Linked DNA regions of Mus musculus: region 1 is linked to region 2. A link is a contact called in public HiChIP or PLAC-seq data. All regions are on one chromosome and are shown on one strand. Each heading gives the region's core, a stretch centred on a gene start, on an enhancer-like site or on the middle of the called end of the contact. The rest is flanking DNA. Distances are from core to core; before and after follow the strand shown. Region 1 holds the start of Lias (lipoic acid synthetase). Region 2 has its middle 6.3 kb from the start of Gm43837.

Region 1 (3,017 bases), core at 47-2,546, 1.0 Mb before region 2:
CCAAATAAATAAAATAACTATCAAGAGAAAAACCTATACTTTCTCAATTAGATGCTAGATATAAAATGGGATATGGCAGCATAAAATGGTCATTTTGGAAAGGATGAAGAAATGGCCAAAGGGTACAGAAAAACCTACAAGGCTTGATTAAAAAAGAAAAAAAAAAAAAAAAAAAAAAAAAAAAAAGCACAATGCCAGGCAGTGCATCTTTAATCCCAGCACTTGGGAGGCAGAGGCAGGTGGATTTCTGAGTTCGAGGCCAGCCTGGTCTACAGAGTGAGTTCCAGGACAGCCAGGGCTACACAGAGAAACCCTGTCTCAAAAAATCAAAACCAAAACAAACAAACAAACAAACAAAACCAAACAATGCACAAAGTCAAAGTGGAATCTAATGTTCAATTACCTTTCTCCTTTCTGGCGCTTTAAGTTTCCTTTATATTCATCCCATGTACTCTTGTCTGCAAGATCACCAGATACAAAATCTTGAAGGTCTGGTCCATTATGCAAAAATTCCTTTTTCTTATCTGGCAAAGAACTTAATGCTCTAACCGTGAACGCATATCTTCCAAATATCTACAAAAAGGGTTCAGTACAACATTCACTCAGTAGACTCTGAAATAATTTAGTTTTAACCCATTATAATACCAAAGCTAAAGAAATTGATTCAGAAATTATGTAAAACGATTTAAGAGCTCAAACTACGTAGATCAGAACCTGAAAAAGACTCAAGGTGAAAGAACCGTAAGTCACGGCGGCTCAAACACGTAATGCAGCTCTCAGAGGAGGCAGAGTGAGGAGTCGTCTTTGGTCTAAGAATTTAGTTTCAGGCCAGCCTAGATTACAGAGACCCTGATGCACGCTCAGCCATGACAAATGGGGGAAAAAAGTGGGACGCAGATCAAAGTTAACCGCTAAATATAGGTTAGAAAACCTTAGTGGGTGACTTAACATGCCACGTTTTCATGTCTTCTATTCCTAAAACAGGTACTAAAATATGTTGTCAACAAGTTTGCAATAATTAAGATATGCCACAGCTGTCGGGGCTTTTAAAAAAAGGATATCTGGAACAATTTCCCTAGTTTTGAACTTAGGATAAGCAATGGCGTTCCCGCCGCTCACCCGGGACCCCAGGCTGCGAGCTGTATCCCAGCAGCGTAGAGCCATCCCCCTCTTTTAGGTCTCAGGAGTGTCAAGGGATCGAGGGAACAGCACCCCCGGCACCGGACGCGTCCAACAACTCGTCGCTTGAGTCATGACGCGATACGTCGTCGCCGACCGGCGCGACTCGACTAGCTCGGCAATCGAGTAGTTCCGCCTTAAAGCCGTCGCTCGGGTCGTGACGCGACACGCAGGGCCCTGACGGATTACAAGAACGTGATGACGAAAGACGTTCTCTCTTTGCCCCATCTACTGCGAGGTGAGGAGCTTAGGGACCGGGTGCCCCGGGAATCTGAACCCATCCTCTGTTTGGGGACCCCGGCGGCATGGAGCCGATGCCCCAAGGCTTTGTCCCGACTGTCCCCCAGCACGACGTGCGTCCTTGGGACTTGGTGGCGCGAGCTGGAAGTGGCGTTCGGGCTTTCAGGCCCATCTCGGTCGTAGCCCTTCCGCCATGGCGCACCGAGCCGGGCTTCCTTACTCTTCTCCGGGGCCCCCGGTCCAGTCCTTGTCCCGGACACACCTGGGTCCTTGTTGCCGGCTTTCGTAGCTGGCGATTCCCGTTGGGAGCGGAACGCTGCCGGGTCTCGGGTGTAGAGCGTCCCCCGCCCCAGCCGTCTCACCCGGGTGTCTGTGTTTCAGGATGAAGACCATTCTCAGCAATCAGACTGTGGACATTCCAGAGAATGGTGAGTAGATGGCTCCCCGCCGGCCGCTGACGGCTTTCCTGCATGCTCTAAACCCCGGCCTATGGTCTCACCAGTTCACTTTCTCGTTTAGTCGAAATCACTCTGAAGGGGCGCACAGTCATTGTGAAGGGCCCCAGGGGGACTCTGCGGAGGGACTTCAATCACATCAACGTGGAGCTGAGTCTTCTTGGGAAGAAGAAGAAAAGGGTAAGAACTTGTGTCTTCCGATGCTTCGGGTGCTTGCTTGTAACAAAACCCGGTAACCGATGTTAATCCCCCACCCCATGCGTGGCCGAGTGGGTTACTCGGACTCAGTTCTTTTATGAGTGAACTTGGGTGTGTGTGTGTCGTCCCTCTGGTGTCCTGTGCGTGTGACATACGGTGCATTTGTACATGGCTTTGCGTGCTAGTACTCGCCAGCTAAAAGTGCTGTGTTTTAATTCTAAAGTTGTTGTGTTTCAGCTCCGGGTTGACAAATGGTGGGGTAACAGAAAGGAACTGGCCACCGTCAGGACCATCTGCAGTCATGTTCAGAACATGATCAAGGGTGTCACGCTGGTAAGTCAGCCCTCCACTCTGCCCTTTAACCCTTTGGAAGAGGTTCCTTGGGTGTGTATAAATGTCTAGGGCCAGGATGGACTGTACTTCTACAAAGGAGGCACTTTCAGATATTGGGGGTGGGTTAGCACAGATCAGACCCAGGAATTTGCTGGGCAGGCTCCTTTACTTCTGTTTCAGGGGTTTTGTTTGTTGGTAGATACATATAGTGGAGATTGCTGGCTGGTATGTTTGGGACTCAATGGATAGAAAAGACAGCCAGAGTTATACTCTGTCTCAAAAAAACAAACAAAAAGATCTGACTTGTGCATCTCTGAAGTTACTGTTCTAGATCCTTTCTCCCAAAACAGTTAATGCTGAAGAGGTGTTGTTTTATAAACACAAGCTGTACTTTGTATACCTATTGGATCGTGTTACCCTGTTGCTCCTGGGGAGGACTGGGCCTTTTGTTTAGTCTGGAGTCACTTATTATCTGGTGGTGTCTGTAGTAACTCCACAGATGCCTAATGCCAAAAATGAGGATCTTATGCCCTCAAAGGATGAGATAGTAAAAGAAAGCTTCCTCCTGGAGCTTTGGGAAGATGTTGCAACTTGCATATGGTGGGTAGAGTG
Region 2 (3,086 bases), core at 144-2,643:
CTGAAGACCAGATGAACTATTCTTCCTTAGTGCCCAGTGATGACATAGTTGTCTGCCGCTGCAAAGCATGCTGGGAAGGTGGGTCTTGTTGCAAGAAGTCCTCTGCCAAGCTGATACCATGGCATCTTATTATTAGGGAAGAGGGAAAGGGTGATCCTGTAAGGCAATCTCAAATGCTGGGTCAAATGTGGGGTCTGATGATGACCCAAAGCCCTGAGCTCCCCAGGTACCTATGGCTACTTACTGACCTACGTCTGGCTGCCTGTAAAATGTGCCCGCATCGGAAAAAAAAAAAAATTCTGTCCAGGCAAAGGGCGGTAACAGAATGTGGGGAGGAAAAGAGTTTTAGAGCCTCCTCTTTGTTCTGTCTCAGAGGCCCCCATTTTCATGTCCACGGCCATAGCCTTTACCCTCTGCAGCAGCCCCAGGTCCACATGGCGGGTGGTAATGAAGAGATGCTTTAGCAGTCGGCTCTGCAGAGCCAGGCTTCACAATAGGAGCCAGGGCGCATCACAGGTGATTCGTTCTGCTGGTAAATCATTTCTACCACAGCGGTTAATGGAAATGCAGTTTTCATTACAGTAAGGAAATTGAAATCTCAGCCGCCCTTGGTGGGTTCCATCTGGCCATCTTTCATTTCTCATAAGACGCTGTGTTGTTTTCATTCACCCCTCAATTAACCTTTAGCTCGAAGGGCAGGGGAGGCCAGGTGATTGAAGTCCTCAAGAGCGGTTCACATCCAGCAAGAAGGAGGAGGGGCTAGACTTTTTTTTCTCATTTAAGGAGGAGACATTATCCTGGAGGGGAGGTTCCAGATGGGCTGCCTGAGTTGAACATCTGACAGGCATACAGAAGGAGGAGAAATGAAGGCAGAGTAATGGCAAAGTTTCCTGTGTCACTAAAAATTTCCCAGATGTATTGGATAACATCCCCTGGGTGGGGAACGTCTGGGGTATCAATATTATGAATCCACTGTGCCCAAATTCATGAATATCCTACCCATCCAAAGGGTCATGTTAGCAGGTAGAGTCTTTGTGAGGACGCTGGGTCATGGGCAGAGCTCCATGTTCAAGAGAAGTGCCTTTAGGGACCCTAGGGAGATGCTTGTCTCTTCTGAGATGCAAGGGTGCAATAAGAAGAGGCCAAGTTTGAGCCAGGAAGGAGCCCTTGGCAGACATCAAACCTGTAAGCCTTTGTTATTTATAAGCCACCCAGCCTAAGGCACTTTGTTATAGCAGCCCAAACAGGCCAAGAAATATCCTAGGACAAAATATGTTTCCAAATCAGTTTAGCTCTCTGAATTGCAACAATTTGTGGCTGTGTAAATTTTCTCCCTCATTAGAGACAAATGAGCTGAACGAGGAAGCTACAGACTCACTTCCCCTAGATGGCCTCTCTTCTGACTTCTGGGTCACATCCCAGCTCCCTGTGGCTCAGAGGACCCTTGCTGCCTTTCACTGTCAGCTTCTTCCTGAAAGATTTTATTTTTTGCACCACCCACTCAACAGAGTCACAGAGCTAAGAGATTTGTGACAGAGAGAACATCTGCTCAGCCTCAGAAGTCAAAGTGCTGAATCTCATCATTTTGAAAGAGAAAAGGCATCCTCTATTTGGCAGAGACCAGTCTTAAGGTTTTAGTTTGTCTCTGTGGTTTCAGCCTCTGTGTTTCTTATAATTGGATAATAATTTTTTTTCTGACTGCCTTTTTGTTTTTCTTTGCCAAGAGCTGATATTGTGTCAACCACTGTACTAGCTGGTTTTGTGTCAACATGACACAAGCTATAGTCATCTGAGAGGAGAGAACCACAACTGAGGAAATGCCTCTATAAGATAAGGCTGTGGGGCATTTTTTTCAAATTACTGATTGATGTGGAAGATCCCAGTCCATTGTGGGTGGGGACAACCCTCAGCTGAAGGTCCTGGGTTCTATAGTAAAACAAAACAAACAAACAAACAAACAAAAAACCAGACTAAGAAAACCACGAGGAGCAAGCCAGTAAGCAGCAACCCTCCATGGTCTCTGCATCAGCTTCTGCCTCCAGGTTCCTGCCTAGATCGAGTTCCTGCCATGGCTTCCCTTAATGGACCGTGATCTAGGATATGAAAGCCAGACAAACCCTTTCCTCCACACCTTGCTTTTGGTTGTGGTGTTTTAACACAACAGTAGAAACTGCAAGGCAACCATTTACAGTTTCCAGAACATGGCATGGGTAAAATAAGCAAGGCAGGAGAGTTTGGTTTTAGTAGACCACCAGAGTCAAAGGCTCCAGAGTATGCAGGGGATGGCCCTGAATGCTCCAGCTATGACCACAAGGAAGGAGATGAGGACCCCATTTGAGCCACCATGAAAGGAAGAGTATCTTTTCTACACGATGACACCCTCAGGAAGGGAATTGCCACAGTCCTCATTTCTTCAGAATGCCTCATCATCTTCTTTCCGCTCAATCCTCCTCTTTGGAGGAAAAATATTGTGCTATGATTGACATCACTTCACAGGCCCCAGACCTAACTTAGTCCCTAAGAGAGCATGACAAAAACATTTGCAGGCAACATGGAGTCATGCAGGCAGGAATTGCATCTTTACAGTTGGGGCCAACACCTTCTTAAGCCTAGTAGTTGCCTGGCTGTTCACACCACAGGGGCATGGATCTGAAGGAAGGGAAGGGAGAAGTGAGGTAAGGGGGTAGGAAGCACAGAGAACCATATGCTTCTATAACAGGGAACTCTCAGATACCAAGGTTTAAAGAGGAAGGAAGGTTGTCTCTATGTCACATAATCATAGTGGTGTGAGCCCTGTGAGTCTGTATGGAAGGAAGGTCCATATTCATTCATCAGGATTGCTGGTTTTTTTTTTTTGTTTGTTTTGTTTTTTTGCCATGTCATCATGGTAGAACCCTCAGGATCTAGTCAGATTAAGTCACCACCACACCCAGATGTTGGACAACGTAGAGGTGACATATCCCTGGTCTCAGGACCCAGGCCAAAAAGTGGCACCATCAAGTCTACTTAGTCAACTTGCAAGAATACCATTGCATGGTCACACCTAGCTTCAAGGGAAGCTGGCAATGGATACCTAGCTTCAAGGG

Evidence for each region. HiChIP or PLAC-seq counts read pairs in DNA pulled down with a chosen protein or histone mark.
Region 1: a contact with region 2 is called in an H3K27ac HiChIP or PLAC-seq map of microglia, with 7 times the contacts expected there. The contact joins the promoter of Lias here to the enhancer-like site in region 2. A contact is called at or near these places in 1 of 39 promoter capture datasets (hippocampal neurons), 2 of 484 Hi-C or Micro-C datasets (the N1E-115 cell line and pro-B cells), 4 of 115 datasets of contacts at active chromatin or transcription factors (embryonic stem cells, microglia, neural tube and 1 more) and 1 of 9 other capture datasets (adipose tissue).

What each region holds. Positions count from the first base shown.
Region 1 is chr5:65,389,776-65,392,792 of GRCm38.p6, reverse strand. Lias (lipoic acid synthetase) reads right to left here and starts at 1,296. Exons shown (of 11, transcript NM_024471.5): 1 at 1,120-1,296; 2 at 404-573. The coding sequence starts at 1,164. It overlaps Rpl9 (ribosomal protein L9), which reads left to right and starts at 1,362. Exons shown (of 8, transcript NM_011292.2): 1 at 1,362-1,417; 2 at 1,801-1,847; 3 at 1,939-2,054; 4 at 2,310-2,405. The coding sequence starts at 1,802.
Region 2 is chr5:64,370,133-64,373,218 of GRCm38.p6, reverse strand. No RefSeq gene overlaps it. Among named protein-coding and RNA genes, the nearest start is that of Gm43837, 6.3 kb to the left of the region's middle. Within about 2 kb of position 1,393, at least 59 of the 459 cell types and tissues checked have an H3K27ac peak or open chromatin away from gene starts, as enhancers often do. A contact at or near this core is called in the N1E-115 cell line, adipose tissue, hippocampal neurons and 1 more, where this site is marked.